Linked DNA regions of Neogale vison: region 2 is linked to region 1. Evidence: chromatin contacts called from public Hi-C data. All regions are on one chromosome and are shown on one strand. Each heading gives the region's core, a stretch centred on a gene start, on an enhancer-like site or on the middle of the called end of the contact. The rest is flanking DNA. Distances are from core to core; before and after follow the strand shown. Region 1 overlaps LOC122915464 (speedy protein E4-like). Region 2 overlaps LOC122915097 (a long non-coding RNA gene).

Region 1 (6,464 bases), core at 2,321-4,820:
ACAATAGTCCCCAAATTAAAGAGTGCAGCCGCCAGGCATGGAAGGACTGTGGGAGCCTCCCCAGCCGTGGACGTCAGTCTCTGCTGAACGCTGCCTACCTTCCAGATTGCAAAAGCCCCGGGAAGGTGCCGGGCCCTTTGCAACCAAATTTCGGGGAATCTGCAAAAAATAGAGGAGGCCAGCTGATGCTCTGATTCAGCAAAGAACATCCAATGTTCACATTTCCCAGGGCTTCCTTGTCAAATGAGCTGGCCCCGCTCTCTGCCCACCCCCTTTCCCCCCAACAGCTGTGCTCCTCACCATTCTCCGTGTTCTCTAGCCTCTCCAGGAGAAGAAAGGGCTGGTCATTTCCTGCCCCTGGTTAGTTAACCGAAGAGCCCTGAGAAGGGGAAAGATAGAAACAACAGAGTGAAATGCTAAGGTTTGGGTTCCTCATGAGTAGCAAAGCAGGATCGGCATTCAATCTGTCTTCTCCCTCTGTCCACACCCCAGACATAACTAGGTAGTGTTTTGCATCCCCTGCCTAAAACTGAGATATAAACTAAGCTTCCCTCTTGGAAAGGGAGCTTCTAGTGCCCGCAAGTGTGTCCCCGAACCACAGCCAAAGACACACATCAACCGACGGGGACTGGGGAAGCCACCACCAAGACGAGTGTGCCCTCGAGATGCCCCAGGCACCCCTCACAGCCTGCAGGGGCCCTCCGTCTCAGCCTCTGTTTCCACATCTATAAAAGGGGGACCTTGTTGCCATACAGGAGCGTCAAAGGAAAGAATGAGAAGAAATCAGCGAAAGGCAAACTGTAAACTGTTAATTAACCAAGAGGATTTGCATACCCACCTCATAGAAGTTATTACCTTCCGTTTAATAAAAAGCCCTTATCGGGAATAGCCCTTTAATTACCAGCCAGCAAACATCTCAAAAGGTAAGCTCAATGCTCGATGAATGATGTGATTTTTCTAAAACAATAAAACTAGAAATTCTCCTGCAGCTTCGTAAGCTGTACCTGCCTCTGGGCAGCTGGGCCCCTGGCAGCAGCGAAGAAGCAGAAATTAAGGCAAAGCCCTCACCTGGAAAGCTGAGCCCTTCCAAAGGCCAAACCCCGGTTTAACCAGAAAGTGGTGGGTGCTGTGTGGGACTTCATCCATGGCCAGAGTGAGCCAGGAATCCCCGAGCTGGAGCTCCATCCCCTGCACTTTCCTCTCCCCACTGCAGGGAGCACATCTGTCTGTCCGTCTGCCGGGGCAGCTGTCCACCAAAAGACTCCGGCTTTTACTCCCTGATCTTCCTCATCTCTCTGCCTGGACTTGGGCTCAACAACACTCCCATCTTGTGCTGAGCAGACGACAAGAGGGAAAAGAGGGAGACCATGGACAGCACTTCCCTATTCCAGAAGCTTCTAAGCAAGAGCATCCTTACCTCCTATTAAACCTCCGGGCAACTCCAACGGTAGCTCTCATTAAGCTCATTTTTGTCAAGGACACAGAACAAATTAAGTGCCAGTCTGGGACTCAGGCACAAGCCTACCTGAGGCCATGGCACCCGCACCCCCAGAGACCCCAGCACTTGGTCACTCACCCTGAGTCACGGCTGGGCCTCCTCCCGAGTCTCCGCTCTGCGGGGGCAGATGGCCCTTTACTGACTGCTATCTGCCGCGAAACCTATCTCTCACAAGATGCGCGAGAAAGTTTCACTTTGTTTCTGGGAAGTTTTTTAATGAAACGCATCTGTAATTAGGAGGCTGTCCCACAGCGGTATATAGCAGTTGGCCCCAAGAGAACGTTTGGGGCGACGGAAGGCTGGGTGGGCAGACACTCCCGGTGACTCCTGTCACTCTTCGGGTAAATGTGCCCACGCCATGTCCCTGGAGATGCTGTGAGATATTTCAAAGGCAGGCTGAGGACTTCAAGCTTCCCAGGCTCCTTCGACTCCTTCCAGTGAGAGCCTTCTGAGGGAGAGATCCCTGGGACCTTCCCCCTGTGGAGCGGGAGGGCACCACAGTGCAGTTAGCCAATCAGCCTGCCTTGCTCCCGTCCTCAGAGGAGCTCAAGCTGTGACCCGGTAACACCTCAGGAAACACTGGTGACCCAAGACTGGTCCAAATGAAGCTGCTCTCAAGGGGATCCCCTGGTAGAGGGGCCAGCCCTAGATGTACCCACACTTGGAGGGCTCTGGGGGCAGAGGTTCTGAGGAAAGGGTGGGGGCGGGAAGACATCTTCTTTATCATAAGACCACTGTCATAAGACGATATCAGGTGACCCAGTCCACTCCAGAGAAAGCCCTAGAGAAAACAAATTCAGAGTCCACACAGCATCTCATATCCATTAGGATGGCTACTATCCAAAAACAAAACAAAACAGAAACAAGTGCTGACAAGGATGTGGAGAAATTAGGACCCGTGAGGCCTGTGGATGAGACGTAAAAGCTTCCATGGAAAGCAATCGAGCAGCTCTTCAGACACTAGCAAATCGAATTACCACGCGATCTGGCCATTCTGCTTCTGGGTACCTACGCAAAAGAACAGAAAGCTCATCTCAAAGTGATCTTTGTACGCCCACATTAACAGCCACATATTTGTGATAACTGAAACACACAGGCAATCCCAGCGTCGATGGATGGATGGATGATAAGGAAAATCTGGTGTGCACACGTCAGGGAATAGCATTTGCCCTTAAAAGGGAAGGAAAGTCTGGTGCGTGCTCCACGGATGAACCTTGAGAACATTCTGCTCAGTGAAATAAGCCCGTCGCAAAACTACCAGGATGTACAACTCTACTTAGATGGGGCGCTTAGAGAGTAGTCACACTCATAGACAGAGAAAGTCCAATGGCGGTGGCCAGGGGTCATGGGGAGGGGACAATGGGGAGTTGGTGTTTTCACGGGGACAGCGTTTCAGTTTTACAACAGGAGAACTTAGGAGGTACATGGGGGTGACGGTAGCACCACACGAATGTGTTAAGTATATGTAAAAATGGCTAGGATGGCTAATTTTATGTTATGTGTACCGTATGACAGTGCTTTAAGTGTCCGCACATTAAAATTAAGAGACCCCGGTCCTTATTGCTCCTGACCAGATTTCACTCTTTGTTTTGTTGTGACGTGTCTCCTCCTTCAGCTTCGCGATCCAACGCCGGTTTTATTAATGGTAGGATGAGAAAGGAGGAAAAGACAGAGAAAGAAGGAACGCAAGACACAGGCAATTTGCCAGGACCAAAGGAGAGAGAAATAAGTCACGGTCAGTTCAGGAGGCGCTGGCCCTGCCCCTCAGCCAGGCCTTGCCAGGGGCTGGGAGGTGGGCATGCCCGCCCTGGGCCCGGGAACGGGTCTTTCCTTCTGAAACTGGCCATTTGGGGAAATGGGGAGGGGGCAGCGTGGACAGAGGACCAGGTTACAATCCACAAAATGTGTTATCATTGTCCTTCCGGGTTCTAAATGTTTCTTCCTATGAGTCAGAAAGGTTAACTGGGAGGCTCTTGAATTAAAAAGCCGCAGGGTTTTCCTTTTATAGACTGTCCTCAGGAGACCTCTCCCTGAGTGTTCCTTCTGTCCTCATCCCCAACTGGCAGCTGCACTTAGCATGTGTGTTTACAGAAATACCAGTAGTTATTGCATGTTCCTTTCCATGTGATTAAGCATTGCCATAAAGCCCAGGCTGGATTAGAAATAGACCTTTCCCTTCTGAGAAGGAGCAGCCAGCGGTAGAGGCAGTGGTGTGGGACTTGCGCCACCTACTGTCCACTGTGGGCATCACATAGTAAAAAGCCAAAGGGGTGGACTGGGCTTTGCCACCTACCAATGAACTTATCAAAAGCACTGCCCCACCCACCCTGCGGGGCCGGGGAGTGGGGGGGGGAGGGACTAGGAAATGCCACCAATCAACTGTCCTACCCTGGAACCCAGCTCCAGACCTGTGCTTCCTAACAAAGGGCTCTGGTCACCCGAGCTATTATCTAAGGCAACCGCTGAGTCTCTTGCTCCCACGAGAGGGCACTTCAGGACCAGGGGACCTTACATCACAGAATTATTCTACACATGTGTTCAGACTTAAAGATGAGGGACAGACACTTCCCTATGGCTTACAACTATAGCATTTGCCAGATAACATTTGACAAATAGGTTTTGGTCCTTTGACCCTTGAACAGTTGATGAGGTGTGTTCTCTTATTCTTATTTTAGAGATGAGAAAACCAAGAGGTTCAATCACTGGGTTCAATATTTTTCAAACATGCAGAGGGAAAGGTCAGGGTACCTGCTGCGATGTGGAACTATAACATAATAGCTCCTTTTTGATCTGTTTTCCAAGGCAAACACACCAACGTAAAGATATCCAAGTGTTGTCTTAACAGTTTGGAAGATCCTATTTAAACGTTCCCCAAGCAAATGAGCATCCCCAGCTTTCCACCCCCTCCCTGGTTTCTTGGTTCATTTAAACAAATATGAATTGACTACCTTCTGGGGCCCAGCAGAGCAGCTGGTGGAAATGACTTCATCACCTGCCTTAGGGTAAGGACATTATTGATGCCAAAAAACTAATTTTAAATAATGGAAACATGCCGCCACTGAGGATATTCATGTTCAGAAGGCCCTTCACAAAGAATTTGGAGTGATAATAGGAACACCATCCGTATGTAAAATCTCCAAGAGTGACCACTTCAAACAAGATGACATTCATGAAAGTGTGTGCCCCAATGTGTTCATTTAAAAAAAAAAAATTAGCAGTGTCCTGTTTAGAGCCACATCTAACATTTAGGTAAAGAGTTCTTACAAGTGCATATAAATCTACAATTATCTCAAAATATAAAAGTTAAAAAATTTTAATCTTACTGTGATCATAGCTAAACAGAAATAAGATGATAGCAAAAATAAACTACCTGAGTTGCTTTTATTATGGAGGAGCAATTTGTCAACTTTTAAGTTTGTGTTTTGGATATGTGGGTGCATTGCTTTCATCTGGAATCATTAATTGACTTGGTTATACACAGGATGAGTTTCAAAGTGGAGACAACGTTGGGATAAAAGGAGGTGAGCCCAGTACTCAGGCTGGGGCACTAATCGCCTGCCTTTGAGGCGCATCTTCTATTTCTTGACCTCCTTTTATAGAAAAAAAGCAGTTCGTGGTGGAATGATGTGATGTCATCACTGACTCTTGTCAAGGGCTCTGGAATCTGGGGAGCCATTTGGTTCCAAAAACCTGGCTACAGTAAGTGTTCTTCTCACACTGTTCTGAGGCTGTGCTCCGGGTGAGGGTAAGGGGCCTAGATCCTGAGAGAGCCAGGAGGTCTGCTCTGGGTGAGTGTCACTCGTTCCTGTACTAGACTGAGTATGTAAGGCCACCCAGCTCGGCCTTCCTAGAAGGGTGACTGAGGCTCAACTCTCGCTGCCCCTGGCCATTCCTCCGTTGAGCACTGGTCAGACACGAGTCCTAATCCCAAGTCCAAAGTGCTCAAACCTCAGTCAAGGAACAAATCTTACTCAAGTCTCCATTTCCTCATGGAGACTTACATGACTTAAATCATGTAAGTCATACACCTTACATCACAGATCATTATTATAAGGATTGAATGAGGTCATTATTTATGCATTGACCAATATTGGAAGTTCAATAAGCAACCAATAACTGTTAGCTATTTTATTTTGTTGTATTGCCATTTTTTTTTTAAACACACAGAGAGAGTGATCACAAGTAGGCAGAGAGGCAGGCAGAGAGAGAGAAAGGGAAACAGACTCCCTGCTGAGCAGAGAGCCCAATTGCGGGGCTAGATCCCAGGACCCTGGGATCATGACCTGAGCCGAAGGCAGAAGCTTAACCCACTGAGCCGTACAGGCGCCCTTATTATTGCCATTTTAATTATTATTAGGTTTCACCAGGAGCAGGTTAAGCAAATAGAAATGGCCCGGTCAGAATCAGGTTGAGTGCCCTCTGTTTTTTTCCATATGCAGAGAAGACAGGATCCCTCTGGGCTCCACATGAGCTGCCTCAGAGACTGCTCTGAGCCAACAGGACCCAGCAAAGCAGAGTCAGAAGAAAAGGGTATGCATGGACGGCAAAGCAGGTGTGTACAGTCGTCTGACTTCTGTCCAGTCTGAATGATTGAGGTTGCCAGAACACCATGGCTCCAATAGTACTTCCCATTCCTCCTCTCTGCTCTCATGTGTTTGGGTCTGCATGGGCAGGGGAAAGGGCTTTCATGGTGAGGCAGGGATGTCACTAGCCTGTGCACATTTGTGGTGATTAAAGACATCATGACGAGAGAATTTTACATCTCTCTCTGTAGAGGTATCCTCCAGGCAGAACAATCCATGGAAAGAGGCACAGGAGAGCAGCTTCTCCTGGCAAAGAAAGGGAAATGACAACTCAATCCCTACGCTCATCTATAGACGGCACAAAGGGGTGATGGTCACTCTCTTATCCCTCCAGATGTCATACGCAAAATTCTCAAGGGCAGCGGGAAAGGAAGAGCCTAGCA
Region 2 (6,464 bases), core at 1,271-3,770, 240 kb before region 1:
TAAAATGACCTTTGGGGAAATTCCAAACTGAAACAGATCAAATTCATTTCCAATCCCTCCCCAAATATAAAAATGTCAGACATAAAAATGTGCTGATTAGGCTCAGCGCACAGATGTTTTTAAATGACTAAAATAGCCTTTGTCGTGGAAATCCCTACAAATTCACAATAGGGCCACAGAGAATTTGTTTCCTTACGTTGCCTTTTTTTTTTTTTTTTAATAATCATGTCCAAACTTTCGTGTCCCGATGCCTGAATCCAAGGGTGTGTGTCCCTCCCAGGGACTCTGGGTGGATGTTTTATCTCACACACAGCCTGAGTGGGGATGAACATGCTCCGAAAACACTGCTTACCAATGACTATAAGACAACTCACATTTGACTGTGAAAGCCACAGTTGGAGGGGGGGAGGTCTAAAATGTCTACAGGAGAAGGTAGAGTGGTTGTGTTCTGGAACCCCTGGCATCTGTGGGTGAGCAGATTATTTTCTAATGAGTAAGACTGAAATCAGTGAAAACGCTCGGCATTAAAGAGAAAAATAACTTATCTGCTCTCTAACCACAGAGCGCAGTCATCTAAGAAAAGACTTAATAATTCATGAAATCCAAGCCCAAATATCTCCTGTTCACAGACATGGCAGGGGTCTCGTCTCAGAAAGATTTAGATGCTTCTTTGCTGGAACCTTTTATTTACTGACAGGGGCTGACTTTGGTGGCTACAACTCTTGACTCTGAACAGAAAATAAAATATCAAAAATAGTAATGAGAGTACTGAATATCTTCCTCCCCAGTTCTGGAACATGCAACGTGCGAATGAAAAAAACCCTGCTCACTGTCTCCGGGAACAATGGATGCCTTACTCCTAGAGGAAGCATGCTTAATCCTGTAAAAATCAGGCTTCTTTACGGCTGTGCTATAAAAGGTCCTGTAAACACAAAACTCAGTGTGGAAGCCTCTTCCCCTCTGGACCCTTTCCCCAGAACTGTGCGGACTGTTCACACACTCACACAGATCCTACTGCTTCCCCAAAGAGGGCTAAACTCAAGGCAGGAGCTTGTGGGATGTCTGATTGGTGAAATCCTAGTATGCCCGAGGGGTTTGCTTTTCTCCAGGTGCAGAGGAAAAGACGGGACAGTTATTTCGTCCCTCCTCATTTCTGACATTAACAACAGTTTCTTAAAATGGCCTCAGAGCTCAGACCCGTGGGATCCCTGGAGGCAGGTCCTTATACTTGGCCACAGACTTTCTCCCTCCCGCTCCCGCCCAGCCTCCTGCACCTGGGTCTGGATCGCTACCTTTTTCTTCTAGTGTTTAACACTGGTCTCACTTAGTAATAAACACAAAAACAAAATGACAGCAGGGCAGGCCCAGGACAGGCAACTGTCTGGGGTTGCACAGGCTTGACTGGAGCAGGAGGGGGAGTTTAGATGAGGCCCGGTGGGGATAAATTAAAACAGCCACCCAGTGGTGGAAGAGGAGTTCTGGGGGCTTCTGGAGAGGGCCAGCTCTCTTTGTCTCCATCTCTCTGTCAGGGTCCCTGCTCCCTCCCTCAAATTCTTATTTCCCCAGCGCTCCCTTCCTGCAACTCTGCACCCCTGTTTCCTGCCTGGCTTCTGTAGCTATGGGAAACCGGGACATGGCATCGTGGTGAGGGGCAAAAGGCAAAGACCAGAGTGTGGCCAAAGTCTGCAAGCCTTCACACAGAGGTGGGGAGCCCGGGGGGGCGGTGGGAGGGGGTGAGTGGTGCATAAAATCCCACAAGCACGGAGTCAGAAGAGCCAAGGCAGCATTGTACCCTGAGTGACAACCACTTCCCAAGAATGAGCACATCCCTGGGCTTCCCCAGTCTGGCTCCAGTCACCCCAGAGGCCGGTTCTTCTAAACCCCAGGTCACCCAGCCTGGGACTTGCTGTGAGCAGAGGGCCTGGGGTGGTGAGGGTTACCTCTTAGGGGTATCTATTCTTGCCCATAATTCTGTCATAGCTCGTGGCACTGACTAACTGTTGCTATGATTATTAAAGTCATTCTTTTGGGGGAAAAAAAAAAAGGTGGGGGAGACAAGATTTGGGTTTTCTTACCAACTTGTTCAAATGGCAACAGACCAGGGTTGTAGCTCATTAAGTGTCCTAAAGATAAACAAAGGTTGCGCATTGCTATTGCAGTATTGCTGGCTTTTATAGACACACACACAGACACACAGACACACGCTAAACATTCAGAGGAAATAAAATCTTCTCATGAACTCAGGTTGAGGAGGAAAAGAAGACAAACATATTTTCCATAGGAATGGCCTTTCACCTCCTTAAAATTCTGCAACTTGGTTCAGGACAAATAAAGGGGAAACTGCTGGAATGTCTGAGCCGCCCCAGCAGTCCTGAAGACTGAGGCCTCCGTGGGAGGCTTTCAGCGGCAGAGCTGGCTTGGGGCGACTCGCCTGCTCCATTTCTTTATTAACACCACCACCTACAGGGACTGCTTTGAATAGGACCGGGTGGCGTGGCCCATAAAGCCTCGCAAGGAAAACAACATTCAGAACAATTGCACCACATTTTTTTTCAACTTCCTGTTTATTAGTATTTTATCTAAGAGCAGAACAGAAGTCTGCATAAATGGGGGAAAAGAAAACAAAAGCGTTCACTATAAAATCTTACAATACACACACAAAACACCTTTTCAAAAGCTGTTTCATTTGGGTTTTTTGTGCTTGTGTGTGTATGTGTGTGTGTGTGTGTGTGTGTGTTTGACTGAACCCACTCCAGGTCTTCAAATGCCTCTGAGGACAGAGGTTAAGATGAAATAAATGTAATTCATGATCTTATAAAAATTATACATCATTAAAAATTTTTTTAAGTGAGCTTGTTTTCTGTACATCTGTAAGATACATCTCTTTCGTTTCTACTAGAAAAGTCCACACTTTATCAGTAAGACTTTGCACTTTTGCTAGATATACCCATGAATGCAGTAAAGACACAAATGTCTCTTAGAAACTTTGTGGCAAATCTTGAGGTATTAGAGAAAGATGAGGGGCTGGGATCAGATGGCAGGGTGTCCCCCGAGCTTTGCAGGCTCAGAGCTGAGACACCTGTATTTCTCCTTGTAAGACCAGGCCCTAGCAAACATCGTTCCAGCTAAGACATGAGATCATTATTAATCATCAGCAACTTCTGCGAATCTTCCCCTTCTTCCTTAATCTGGCCACCATGCTGTTTGTTCTTCAGGACTCTTTCCCGCCCACGTCTGCACAAGGCTCAGGGCCAAAGAGATCGAAGGAATAGAGGATGAATGACCATACTCTGACCTTGATGGTCACACTTTTTCTTAAAAACAGCCTGAAAGGCATAGTTTATCTTTGTGGGTAGGTGTTCATCAAAGTCCTAGGCCCACTTCCATGGAACTTTTTTTTTACATCTCTTGTCCTAAAATCCACAGAGTCTCATTTACTTTGAATAGTTTCAATATCCTGTTTTCTCTACTCAAGAAGGACATTAAAAAAATTGGGACTATCAACTCAGGGAATTGCCTCTGATTTTTTTTCTATGCCCCAGCAATCAAGAATTTTATGATTATTTGCTGTCCACGTCTTGTTCTCTTGTGACGTGAGCATGCGGGGCCTTGTTAGGTATTCCTGATACCAATGACCTTGTTCACATGAAAATGAGAAGGCATAAGTGAGAGGAGGCCTCTACTGTACAGGGTAACAAGGGAACGTATCTGCAGATAGGGAAGGCATAAATCAAGGCTGAAATGTGAACTTAGCACTGATCAAGACCAGTTTAACTAATCAGAAACAGACTGTGAGGGCTCTTGCAGAACAAGTGTCTTTCTGAAAAGTGCAGCGAGGGACTAGAACTCGAGTAAATAATCATGTTAAACAGTGAAGTCTACCAATAGCACAGCAGCCACCATCTGCTTGCTGGTTGTAATCATTGAGAACTCACTGGATACGCCTGGAACACGGAAGACAAAGAAATCCCGGGTTGTTTTGTTTTGCTAAGGGGCCTGAGTCAACCCTCTTCATGGTCAATTCTGGGAAAGGGGGCTCCTACTGAAAAGAACATCCCTGTGGCATTCTTGATCAGCAAACATAGATGAACCTGTGGGTGATACTCTCTGCTAAGGGAGGACTGATTCCTTGAGCATAAGAATAGACGAAACATTTCATCAGCATTGCTAAGTCCTTCTGAAGCAACTCACTGTCTCTAGCTACGTGACACTTAGAAAAAGTTAGAAAGACAAAGTTCCTGTGTCCACTTCAAAGAACACACACACACACACACACACACACACACAGTGGATGTATCAAATAAAACCTCCTCAGACACAAAAGACAACATTTTATACCAATAAGGAAGGAAGCTAGGCACCTGGCACCAGAAGCTGGGGTTTGCTGGGAGGAGGCAGGAGAAACAAGGAAGACAGTCTGTGAATGGGTACTGTCCGGCTGTTAATTTCACACCGGGTTTAGAAATAATGGACATGATGCTCAGTGACTAAGGGGCTACTGTGTGAGCTACCTCAGTTCCTCTTCCAGCCAGCTGGTCCAATCAGAGGGAATCACAGCATTTTTTGTAAGGAATGCTGGGACAAAAGCTCTTTTCTGCTGGATTTGGACCCTGAAGGACAAGTTAAGTGGCTGCCACCCAGAGACCATTTGAGAGTTGAGGCTGTTTGCGAAGCAATTGACTTGCTTCACAGCAGAAACTAAGCCAAAAAGAGACAAGAAAAAGAAGACAAAACGTCTTGACCTCATTTGAGCAGTGTCTATGCCAGCCCTACTCTGAGATTCTTTACTTACTCAAGGCGGTAAATTCTAGATTTTGCTGAAACCACTTTGAGTTGGGTTTTCTCTCACTTTTAACCGAAAGACTCTAAATCAAATCAGAAATGACTCTGCAATTGTATACTATCTACCGTTAAAGGAGAGGGCTTACAGATATGTAAGTATTTGGCCTCATTCATAGCCTGTCCCATTTAACTAAAGATACAGAAGCATGCATGGAAAGAGCCAATGAAATCCAATGGGAGGCAATTCTTAAGAGTGCCTCCATGCCCTAACATGATGAAAACATCTATGCTCAAAGATGTCACTCCAGGTTTCCCAGGTGTGTCCCTCTGAGACTCCTTTTTATTACATGTTTATAAGGGAAGTTGGAAGTTAAAACATACAGAAAATAACAAAAACCCAGGTTAAACAGTTGGTTGACCAAGTAATGACCAGGGACTCCATGATTTAATTATTAGAATTCTCCCAATTTTCAAATTTATTTCTCATTCAGCCACTTTATAAAACACCGGTTCCCTCTTCCCCAAGGATTTTATTTTGGGTTTCCATACTCTATGCTATGGAATCTGACCAAGTAGAACAGAATGATGCTTGAAGAGCTTAACATACAAAGGCTCTTGATTTTCATAGTAGAACAAATAATGGCTTCTATGTTTCCTGACATTATCGGTTTCTTGTTGAAACTCAGAACAGCTCAGTATAACAAGGGCTTCTGAAAAGTGTTCACGGAGACTAACTTTGAAATAACAAGAAATATGAATCCAACTTTGATCAAAGTGTATAACAATGTTCTTGATACTATAAGCTTTGATTCACTTTGTAGAAACAACTCTAATTATAAGGGCATCTGCTGAGATTTGACATTTGATCTGCCCTGATCTTTCATTCATTCGTCACCGCGCAACTCTGAGTACAAACAACAAGGGCCATGACATTGAACTAGGAGTTTAATGTGAAACCACGATGTGCCTAAGCTAAGGCCCAGGGAGAGAACCCCAACCAGCTTCCCAGTGACAGTGGCTGAAGAGCAAGGAGACGGTGACATTAAAACACCAGTGGCCAGGTCATGCCAGGGAGCCCATCAGGCCAAGAGGCAGTCCCCCACTGTTGCCCATGCACCTCCCCCTTCATGGCCTCTTTGGTCTATGAATGGATTCTGATCATGGGTACCCCAATTCAGCCACTCTTTGCTTTCCAGGGTGAAAAGCCTCTGTCTGGTGCTAGGAACACACTGGATCCCCCTAAAATTTTACCTGCAGATACACTGAAGGTGTGAATTCTGAATTCCTTAGGAAACAGCTTATTCACCTTCACTTGACAAGTGAGGGAAGCTGGTCTCTGTCCAGTTGGATCAGAGCCTTTGTGGGCTTATCTCCAGGTAGAGTCCCAATTTTCTCTTCCATCAGAGGTCCCTGTCTGCCCCTCCAGGAGAGAACATTAACATAAAAGGAAGGTAAGAACGCCCTTCATTTCCCATTGCCCATCAGAGGCCCACTAGCCCCTTGTCAAGGCTTCTTGTGGTTCCCAGGCCTGGCTCCTCTCTCTAGGTTAGAGCTCCAGAACCTTATATCATCTTCTATAAGGTCGCTTTGGCCAAGGAACTCCTCTGCTCAAGGACCCCAGTGTACCCTACTACCTCCAGCATCAAATTTAAATTCTCTGCCGAGGTTGAGAAAGACCTGCA

What was found. A called contact is a pair of places that touch in the nucleus more often than the background predicts.
Region 2: a contact with region 1 is called in a Hi-C map of fibroblasts, with 9 times the contacts expected there. The contact joins two enhancer-like sites. A contact is called at or near these places in 2 of 3 Hi-C or Micro-C datasets (fibroblasts and muscle).

Annotation. Positions count from the first base shown.
Region 1 is chr8:107,772,702-107,779,165 of ASM_NN_V1, reverse strand. The region is part of intron 2 of LOC122915464 (speedy protein E4-like); the gene reads left to right. Among named protein-coding and RNA genes, the nearest start is that of ANAPC1, 120 kb to the right of the region's middle. Within about 2 kb of position 3,570, the one cell type or tissue checked has open chromatin away from gene starts, as enhancers often do. A contact at or near this core is called in fibroblasts, where this site is marked.
Region 2 is chr8:108,007,152-108,013,615 of ASM_NN_V1, reverse strand. All of the region lies in intron 1 of LOC122915097 (a long non-coding RNA gene), which reads right to left. Among named protein-coding and RNA genes, the nearest start is that of BCL2L11, 310 kb to the left of the region's middle. Within about 2 kb of position 2,520, the one cell type or tissue checked has open chromatin away from gene starts, as enhancers often do. A contact at or near this core is called in fibroblasts, where this site is marked.